Regions from separate parts of the Mus musculus genome. Here region 1 is linked to region 2. The links are chromatin contacts, called in public ChIA-PET maps. All regions are on one chromosome and are shown on one strand. The core of a region is the stretch at or near the end of the contact, and the rest is flanking DNA. Distances in the headings are between cores, read along the strand shown. Region 1 holds the start of Epsti1 (epithelial stromal interaction 1 (breast)). Region 2 overlaps Dnajc15 (DnaJ heat shock protein family (Hsp40) member C15).

Region 1 (4,687 bases), core at 1,296-3,795, 44 kb before region 2:
GAAAGGACTCTAGCTTCTGTCAAATTGGCACAAAACTACCAGAGCACTTGTGTATTTTATTTTGTAAAAAAGGTCTTTTAAGTCAATATGTTTTCTCATGATAGCATCATCAATAAATGGCTGTTACATGAAGTCATGGCTGTCAGCTTGTCAGCATTTACTGAACACTAGCTTAAAGGATGCGATCATGTCACCTTTAGTAATGAGAAAATGGAGGCACATAGTAGCTAAGCATGATATTCAGAGAGCAAGTCACCATAGAATCAGAACTTGAACTCATCGACTAGGCATCAAAGCCTATGATTGTAATCCCCACATTGAATCTGTTGCCCACATGAACTAACAGAAGAAGGTTGCCTACAAATGAGGTTAAAGTTACCTTTGCCACACAAATGCACTATTAAGACACTTAGCATCCTCCTTTCTTATTTTCCATCTCTCTCTCTCTCTCTCTCTCTCACACACACACACACACACACACACACACACACACACACATCTCCTAAATTTTCTCCCCCAGATAAATAAGACCTTCCTAATTTTTTGTTGTTGTGTTAACTGAGATGCCGTTTTGTTTTGCTCTCATGCAAGCCCCTTTACCTACCAACTTAATTAAGGAAGCAACTCAGCGAGTTGACATAGTGAATAAAGATACAAGCTGAATCCAGAGTGGTCCAAACACTCAGATGTTAAGCACCCAAAGGGGAGAGCATTCTCTAATGCTGCTGACTACCGCCAACTCTAATGAAGCAACTGATGTCTTTCAGGAAGTTCTCTAATGTTCTAGCAGCAAACTGTTCCTTTCAGAGGGATTTGGTCCAGCAAGACGAGGGAGCGATTAGCATCCCATCAGAAAACAGAAAGAGACAACTGCTTAGTGCCCACGAGATGAGAGGAGCATACAAAGACGTGCTTATATCTAAATGGATGCTTCCTAATAAAAGGATTTTTATCATTAACTACTCATAAGTGTGAGACCAGTTTATAGACATGTGACTCGGAGTTAATGAACTTCGGTTATGGCAAGATGCCAGTTATTCTGAGAGAAATTCCACAGTCTCTGATTGACTCCCAGATCACCTGCCCCATCTAAGGGTAGCTACCCTGAATGGTATCATAACCTCCCTACCTTCAGAAACGACATGGGGATGAAAGAATCTCTAGTGCTAGTGTGTATTGGTCATAAGGTTAGGTAGCTGTTCCTTAGCAACCAGCATTTGTCTTTCTTGCAACAAAGAAGTCGCTGCAAAGCAGGGAAACTAAAAATAAAACCATTTGTACAGTTCTAATTCACAGAGGCGGCACTTCAAACCATGGTGCTGAGTGGGAAAAAAAAAAGCCCATTCCACCCCGTGCAAGGAGAGGGTCGCTGGTGTTCTACAAAGCTTGCTTTCAAACTTTATATGCCCCAATACAGGGGAACACCAGGGCCAAGAAGTGGGAGTGGGTGGGTAGGGAAGCGGGGGGGGGGGTATAGGGGACTTTCGGGATAGCATTTGAAATGTAAATGAAGAAAATATCTAATAAAAAATTGGGGGGGGGAGCTCGAGTTCAGGATGCCACCGTCAGTCCTTAAACAGCAGATCAAGAATAAACGCCTCCTATGAGTCCCTGCTTTGCTTAGCATGCAATCCAATCTTGAGCGTCTGGGGTCCTCACTCCCAGCTGTACTGATGGAAACTTTAAGTTAGACCATTAGAGAACTTCCAGATAGCTTTAAGGCTATCTGGACCCTCTGCATCACGCTCCTTCTTGCCTTTATTCTAGCATGGTAGTCCCATTTAGAGCCGCCACCCCTTTCTCTAGTAAAGAAAAACTTACTTTCATAAAGAATGAAAAGCCCAGGTTGCATGTATTCATCTTTTAATCCTTGAGCCAGTCTTAAGAATCAGTGGACTGGGGGTGAGAATCTGCTATAAAGGTCTGCAAACAGGCAGGTGCAAGGCATAATAAATCAATTCCTAGGTGATTTTAAAGAGGTAAATGATATATAACTCTTTCAAAATCCCTGTTATTAAGCCTCTGTGATTTCAAACTCCAAAGACCAGGAAGGTACCTGGGGCCTGATTATATTCGGGAACAGGACTTCCTGCTTCCAAGGCAGCTTGCAAATACTTACCTTCCCTGGTCAGCATGCCCCTGCCTCTCCATCTTGGGGCCCTCGGGAGCTGCCACCTCCAAACTCTGTCTCCGGTTTTGCTGCAAGCCCAGCTCCCTGCGCTGCCCAGCTCCAGCGTGGTCCCGAGAGATGGAGGAAGTGCCCAAGCCTGGGCCCACCACCTTACTGCGGGTGTACATGGTCCACAGCCCGTGGGGTCCTGGCCACAGCCTTTGAGGGACGGATGCTGGTAAGGGCTTCTAAGGAGGCTCGAGGAAGGGGTTCTGAAGAGCAAGGAGAGCGGTTTTAACAGCTGAGTTTCGATTTCTCTTTAACCACCCGCTGGGTTCAGAGAACTTCCTCATTCATTCTCTACCCGGACACCCTTGGACTTTCTCACAGGTTAGCTTCCTGGGCTGAGCCTGCCTCTAGCAAGGCTGAAGAACTGAGCTGGTTCACCCAGCTGCAGGTGATCGGGCTCAGGGATTCATAGCCACTGCAGAGAGCACCAGAGATCATTATGATGAGCCTTGGGAAGCTTCTAAGCTGGTGCAAAATAGCCAGAAACCTGGAGAAACTTGAGCTGTTTAAGGGGTGTCCCTGATTTGAGGTCACTGTCAGAAGCTGGACACCCGGGGACATATTACCTTGAGTCCCCATAGATTAGGACAATAACTAAAAGCAATGGAACAGAAAAAGAATAGTTCCGTTTGTTAGTTGTGGCTGCTGTTTGGCGGTCAGAGGAAGTGGAAAGTGAAATCAGAAGAAAGAAAAACAAACAAACAAACAAACAAACAAAACAGCAGAGCTGGAGAGGCGAGCTGAGGGATAGGCAGAGCCGAGGGCCTGTTAGCCTCTCTAAGTGATTGACTAAGCATTCAAAAACCGACGGATTGAATGCCGGTCCTAAGCACAGCTTCCAGTGATCCAGCTCTGTTGAAACGTTAAAAACAAAGACCAGGTTTACAAGACTATTTCCATAGGTCTTGGACTATGTTCTGGCATCCTTTGTTTGTTTAGTTTTGTTTTTAAGGTTCCAGAAAATCCTGATGTGACTGTGTGGCTGGGGTGGTGGTGGTAGGGCATTATGACAGGGCTTCTGCTATAAAATTATGTGGTGTGTACCCATCCAGGTGACGTCCTACGGCAGAGCCTTTCTGCTTGGCAACTGGCCGCCCAGAAGTTTCACTGTCTTGGTTTATTTATTATTGGTGCTTAGAGCAGAAAGACAAATGCATGTTGGATAGCTAATAAGAGAATAAAACTGAAAGGTCGTTAAGTGCAAGTGGTAAAATAGGAAGGGAGAAGGCAGTGGCCATTGGAGTGCATAGTCTGCTGCACACACCACAACGAGGAGGTGTTGGGGCTTGGTTAAGTGGGCCAGAGCGTCTCAAAGCTCAGAGAGGATTAGAACCACATGATGGGTGTGTTAGAACGGGTATGTAGGTGCTTACCCTAGAGTTCAGCTCTGGAGTGGGCCTAAGGAATTGCCCTTCCAACAGTTCTCAGTGAGGCTGATCCAAGACCATTCTATGAACCAGTGCTGAAGGCAATGTAGACGGCAATGGGGGTGGGCCAGCGGGGGAAGAACCGGCAACAGGGGGGTGGAGGCAGGGGCAGGGGGGCTCTCCATAGAGCTTGAGAAAGTCAAAGTGAAGGCGAGATGGAAAAATGAACAGGTTAATAACAGGAAGAAAAACTGAGGACCTGGTTAGTAAAGCTAGGCCAGAGATGTGTATTAGCAGTAAGGCCGCTGTGTGGGAAATACAAAGTAGACATTAAAACCCAAACCAAACTAGAGATAACATAGGTTAAAGAAAACAAACAAAACTAAACAAGCAAATGAACACCAGGGAGAACTGATCCATCCCCAGGGGCAGTGGAGGGAGGGAAGGGAGGCCTTACATCACTCTGAGATCATGGACACATGCTGGCCCCAGGGCAGAGGTAAGTTTGCTTTCTTTGAGGTCCCATTTTCCTCATCTGCACTGTGGGAGCAGAAGTCCCCGTCTCCACCTTGTAAGGTGTTGTGAGGACTAAGGAGATACTTAATATCAATGGTTGTCCGAGTTGAGTTTTGCCTCCAACAGACATTAGGCAAAGCCTAGAGGCAGTTGTCACAGTGGAACCTAGAGGAGGAAGGATACCTGGCATCTAGTGGGGAGAAGCCAAGACACCGCTAAACATGAAATAGTGTTCAGACAGCAGCCCCACAGGAGAGTCACCCAGACCCAAATGCCCATGCCCAGAAGCAGCCAAATCCTCATGATAGACCCCAACAGAAAGCTCCAGTCATGTCACAGCTGCCATGGTGACCTTAGGAGAAGGCCAGCATGACCTGCCTGGAGGCTGTACTGGGCCCAGTCATGAGTTCTTGGGGAATGTCACAGGAATCCTTGCTTCAAAGAGAAGATCCGTGGCATTGGATTTAACATTTGAGGAAGGGAAAAGGCAAGTTAGGGGAAACCCAGCCCCAAACCCCAAACAGCTAGTAATGGTGGTACTGATTTCAAAGATATATATTGTTTGATCCTATTTACTATACAACCCAAACCATACTCTACAATTCAAGTTCTAAACATGAGACTG
Region 2 (4,542 bases), core at 1,583-4,082:
TTTGGTTCAATTGAAGGCACATTCCATCACTCCTGGCTCCCTTATACTCTTCCTGTCATTGTGTTTTACTGGCTAAGCATGAAGGCCTGAGTTGTATCCTAGAACCCACATTAAGAAAAGCCAAGTATAACAGAGCACACTTGGAAATCCCAACACTGGAGAGTTAGATGCAGGCAGATCTCTGGGATTCACAAGTAGTACTCCGTGTGTTCTAGGCCAGTAAGAGTCCATGTCTCAAAAAAAGAAAAAAAAGTGATTGTTACAAGGATGCAACTCTGGCTTCTACTTACATACACACATATGTCCACATCCACATGTGAATACACACATACATACATACATACATACATACATACACACATACACAAATTACGGTCAAATTAATCTGTTCTGTGTGAACTATTTGTCAGACTAAAGATTGACTCTCTTATGTTTCCTGCTTTCTCTATGTGGAATTAGAAATGTGGCTTCCTCTCCATATGAGTCATTCCCAGATGCAGAGGATTAAAAAGAATTATTGGTAATTTATAACTCTGTATTTGTGCTTCAAAAGAAAGACCAGGTGCTATATAGATGGTGATGAGTACATGCTCTTCCTGTTGAGACCCGGGTTCATTTCCTTGCCACCATGTTGAGTACTTCTTAACTGCCTGCAACTCTAGCTCCAGGAGATGTACTCTCTTCTGGATTCCCTGGGTACCTGTACTCATAAGCACAAGCCTTTTTGCACATAAACAGATAATTTAAAAAATAAATAAAAGGACTGATGGACTTAAAACAAAAATCAAGGTGGAAATTTGTTATGTAGTATAAGCTGGCGTCAAATTCCCTCTGTAGGCCAGGTTGGCCTCCAACTCTAGCTACTGCTTTGCCTCCCAAATGCTAGGATTACAGGCCCGGGCCAAGTATACTCAGCTCCCAATGGCAGGAACATTTTAGTGAATGAAAAAGACATAATATCCTATATCAACTAAGCTTTGATTTAATTCTGTTTATGTCTAATATTTTACTTAACATTTTCATATTTAACTTGATTAAAAGGACTTATTCTGACTTTTAAAGTAGAAAGCTAGTTGTGTAGAGTCAATTTTTCAGATTGACTTCAGTTTCCATGTCTCCCTCAGTAAATACTTGCTTCATCAAATTATCTTCAACAAAATCATCCACCTACTGTGAATGTGCAATCAGTTGTTTATGCTATACATAAACTGTAGAAATTAATATACTTAAAAGAGATAATTCAGATATTTTTCCTTTCCAATAGGGCATTTTAATTACAGTAAATAAAATGAGTTTTTGAGTAGTCTTACCATTCTTTGTCCTTTAGTGTGTAAATTAGATACGATTGCACAGTCTTGGTCTTACTTAATGGAACTTACTCAATCCCATGATCTATCTAACTTGTGTTTATTTGTTAGTGTATTTAAAAGTCATAAATCCTTTTTCACTTTTCCCTTTATAACAACTCTTGATACCTAGAAAGCTGCAAGAGACAAAAGCAGTCTCTATATACAACTTGAAGAAATAAATACATTGATTTTTAATAAAAATAGAGTATTGTAAATATTGTAACAAGAATATCAATAAAGATCTTTGGAGACTCTCATGGAGATGATAATATTGGAGGCCTACTATGTGCAGGGTCCTTAATAGGACACATTTGATAGAGACCCTGTATGTATGTATGTATGTATGTATATATGTAATAAAGTGGCAGGTAATAAGAGGCACATTAGTGAAAGTTCTAGTTGTAATATATGGATGATTTTGTTGAAGATATTTTGATGAAGGAAGTATTTGCTGGGGTGTGGGCAGGGGAAGTTTGTTGGGAGCCGACTCTTAGCAGAAAGCAGCTATCATCTCTGCAGCCATCTTGGGCATTTACTTACAGGTGGTACTTTTCCACCCTGATGAGAGACTTGTTTTCCTAGCATGATGTTTTTGCAAGAAACCCACCACAGCTGAACACACTCTGATAACATCTTGTTTTTCTCCTACACATTCTGGACTTGTGGTTAACAAGTGGTACAGCTGCACTCCCCAGCTTGTACTTATATTGAAAAGTACTTAGTTACCTTCCAACAAAGGAGACTTGAGACTAGATCAGACCGACTGTCTTGTCTCCATTCTTCCTTCGTGTCTCTTGCCCTGCCATCCCCACTCTCTCCCTTGCAGACCCTGTTGACTGATCCGCAGACCAGGTCAGAAGTTAATCAAAAAGAGACAACAAATCACCGAGAGAAGCAAGAGCTGGGGAATGTCCCTTAATCGAGGAGGCAAGGCTCTAAACTGAGCAGAAATCTGAGAGTTCAGCCTTGAAGAAACACTCATTCAATAGACCCTCAGCCCAGGAAGATTAAGGCAGAAAAGAAACTGGGGAGTCATATGCTGTTTCACCTTCATCCTGTTGGCAGCCAGAGGTCAGAGGGCATGAGTACTGAGTGGTAGAGTTTTAGAGATAAGAGAAATGAGGAGAAAATACACAACTAGACAAAGGCTGGTAGAGAATGGGCCTGGGGAAGCAAGTAGGGAAATAATTAGAGTTCTTGGTGCTTAATTGAATTAAATTGGTTTGTTACTTTTAAAAACAATGTAGTTACATTATTATTAGAATAAAATGATTGCCTAGGGGGTTAATATTTCCTAATAAAATACCTTTAGTATTGAAATAAAATCTCTTTGTAATAGTAGAAGCAACTGTTAGATTTCTGAAGACAATCGATAAAGAGACCGGAGCCTGACCTCATTAGATGGAACTGTTTATTACCACACACAGCAAGGGGCAGCCTCTCTCCCTAAGGAAATTGAGGGGTCTGCCAAGATGAAAAGTTGGTAGAATAAGGGGCTTGAGAATGGGAAACTTGCAGCTCTGGGGGCTTATGTGTCTCTCCTTCACTCTGTCCTTCTGAAATTGTTTGCTCAACAGACATTCATGTCTGTTTCTTTCACTCAGCTGATTATTTCAGCTGATAAGGTGGAACAAGGTCATCTGTAATCACATAGGAATCCCTTTTTACAATAGAAGCTTTCTGTCGGCAGCCATTTCTCATATTTTTTAATTCTTGCATTAGCAAAATGTTGCAAAAATTATCATACAAAGAGTTTGAAACTAGAGTAATGCTGTTATATAGGAGAGGAACCAAGGAGATCCAAGTCCTTTTTGTCCACAGTATTGATTTCATGGTAAAAGGATTTATAAATGGACATTACAGGCCAGAAAGTAAGCTTTATTTAGAAAAGAACTTGAGTTGTGTATTTGGAAGCAAAAGTGTAAGACTCTGGCCAGCAGTAGCAGGTGGCCTTGCCAGACAGGACCTCATTGAGCAGGTGGTAGAGCATGTTACCTCTTTCGTGTTTATGGGTGGGCTTGATTATATTCAAAAATTTAAATTATTTGTGCATCTGTGGTTGACTAGGACTTAGATCATTCTCTTGCTAGTAGTAAGGTAGTCACATGCACTGTGCAGATGATCTTGGAGGCCATTATCAGACTCAGGGTAACAGTCACATGTTCCTGGTGGAAGGTGTGTTCATTCATTTTGTAGCTGGCAATGATTTAAAATGCTCCTCATTTGTGATTGAACAGAGCAGCCAGTTGATCTCATTAAGTGCAAAACAGAAAGAGATGTTGTAGTGGGGGAGTTCTCTTGTTTCTGATCCCTGACTCCCAGCTGGCTAATTGTCTCACCTCAGTTTTAAAGCTTTATAAACAATTGTGTATTTAACCTAGGGAAGATCAATTAATTTTCTGGAGTCTTCCTCAGAAATCAGTTCTTTGAATCTTCCTGTACTTAGATAAATACAAGGGACAAAGGACTCTGCTAAGACTTGTGCCACACCACACACAGTTGATATTGGATGGTTATTTTACTGATTTTATTAAAGCAGTTGACATTTACTATTTAACATGTGCCAGCCCATTGTGCTAAGACCTTTATAGATATTCATACACTTTATCCTAATAATAACCGTAGAGTGTGTGCAGATTTGCTAGCAGTTTGGAATGCATCAATAAGTTCGACAAATAGAATATAGAGCTTTACATTCTGGCAAGAATATTTTCATTGTTGCTGGAATTCTCTGTGTATTCTTGAATATTTTATCATGTTTATGAGCCATTTAGATTTTAGTCCTATCCCCTACAAACATTGCTGAGGTTTGAACCCAAAACCTTTTCGTGTAGGCACATTGTCTAAGTCCTTGACTCTAAGAATTTTTTAGAAAGATGAAAGCCCCTGGCCTAATATCCTGCCTGATCTTACTGGATTGTCTTTTGTTGCGGAATTCCTCCAACTGTATATATTAAATATATACAGTTGGAGGAATTCCATCTGTATATTGGATATATGCTGCTTGTTGTAAAGACTTCTGCCAGCCTATAGAAGATTGGTGCTATAGCGTTATTAAGAACAGGAAGGGTCAGTGTTGGCATAAATGGGTGTTTCTAATGAGATGAAGATATAAAAACTATAAGGGTAATAGATTTTCCAAAGAAAAAAATAGTTTGATTAAAACATAGTCATTAAAGAAGATGTCGAAAGT

What was found. ChIA-PET counts read pairs in DNA pulled down with a chosen protein or histone mark.
Region 1: a contact with region 2 is called in an RNA polymerase II ChIA-PET map of memory CD8 T cells, with 2.1 times the contacts expected there. The contact joins the promoter of Epsti1 here to the enhancer-like site in region 2. A contact is called at or near these places in 4 of 39 promoter capture datasets (the C10 cell line, cranial neural crest and macrophages), 17 of 484 Hi-C or Micro-C datasets (B cells, the C10 cell line, CD8 T cells and 10 more), 7 of 115 datasets of contacts at active chromatin or transcription factors (CD8 T cells, the SCID.adh cell line, bone marrow-derived dendritic cells and 3 more) and 3 of 9 other capture datasets (adipose tissue, liver and macrophages).

What each region holds. Positions count from the first base shown.
Region 1 is chr14:77,902,097-77,906,783 of GRCm38.p6, reverse strand. It overlaps Epsti1 (epithelial stromal interaction 1 (breast)), which reads right to left and starts at 2,545. Exons shown (of 12, transcript NM_029495.2): 1 at 2,120-2,545. The coding sequence starts at 2,298.
Region 2 is chr14:77,858,876-77,863,417 of GRCm38.p6, reverse strand. The region is part of intron 1 of Dnajc15 (DnaJ heat shock protein family (Hsp40) member C15); the gene reads left to right. Among named protein-coding and RNA genes, the nearest start is that of Dnajc15, 14 kb to the left of the region's middle. Within about 2 kb of position 2,832, at least 36 of the 459 cell types and tissues checked have an H3K27ac peak or open chromatin away from gene starts, as enhancers often do. A contact at or near this core is called in CD8 T cells, CD8 central memory T cells, the SCID.adh cell line and 5 more, where this site is marked.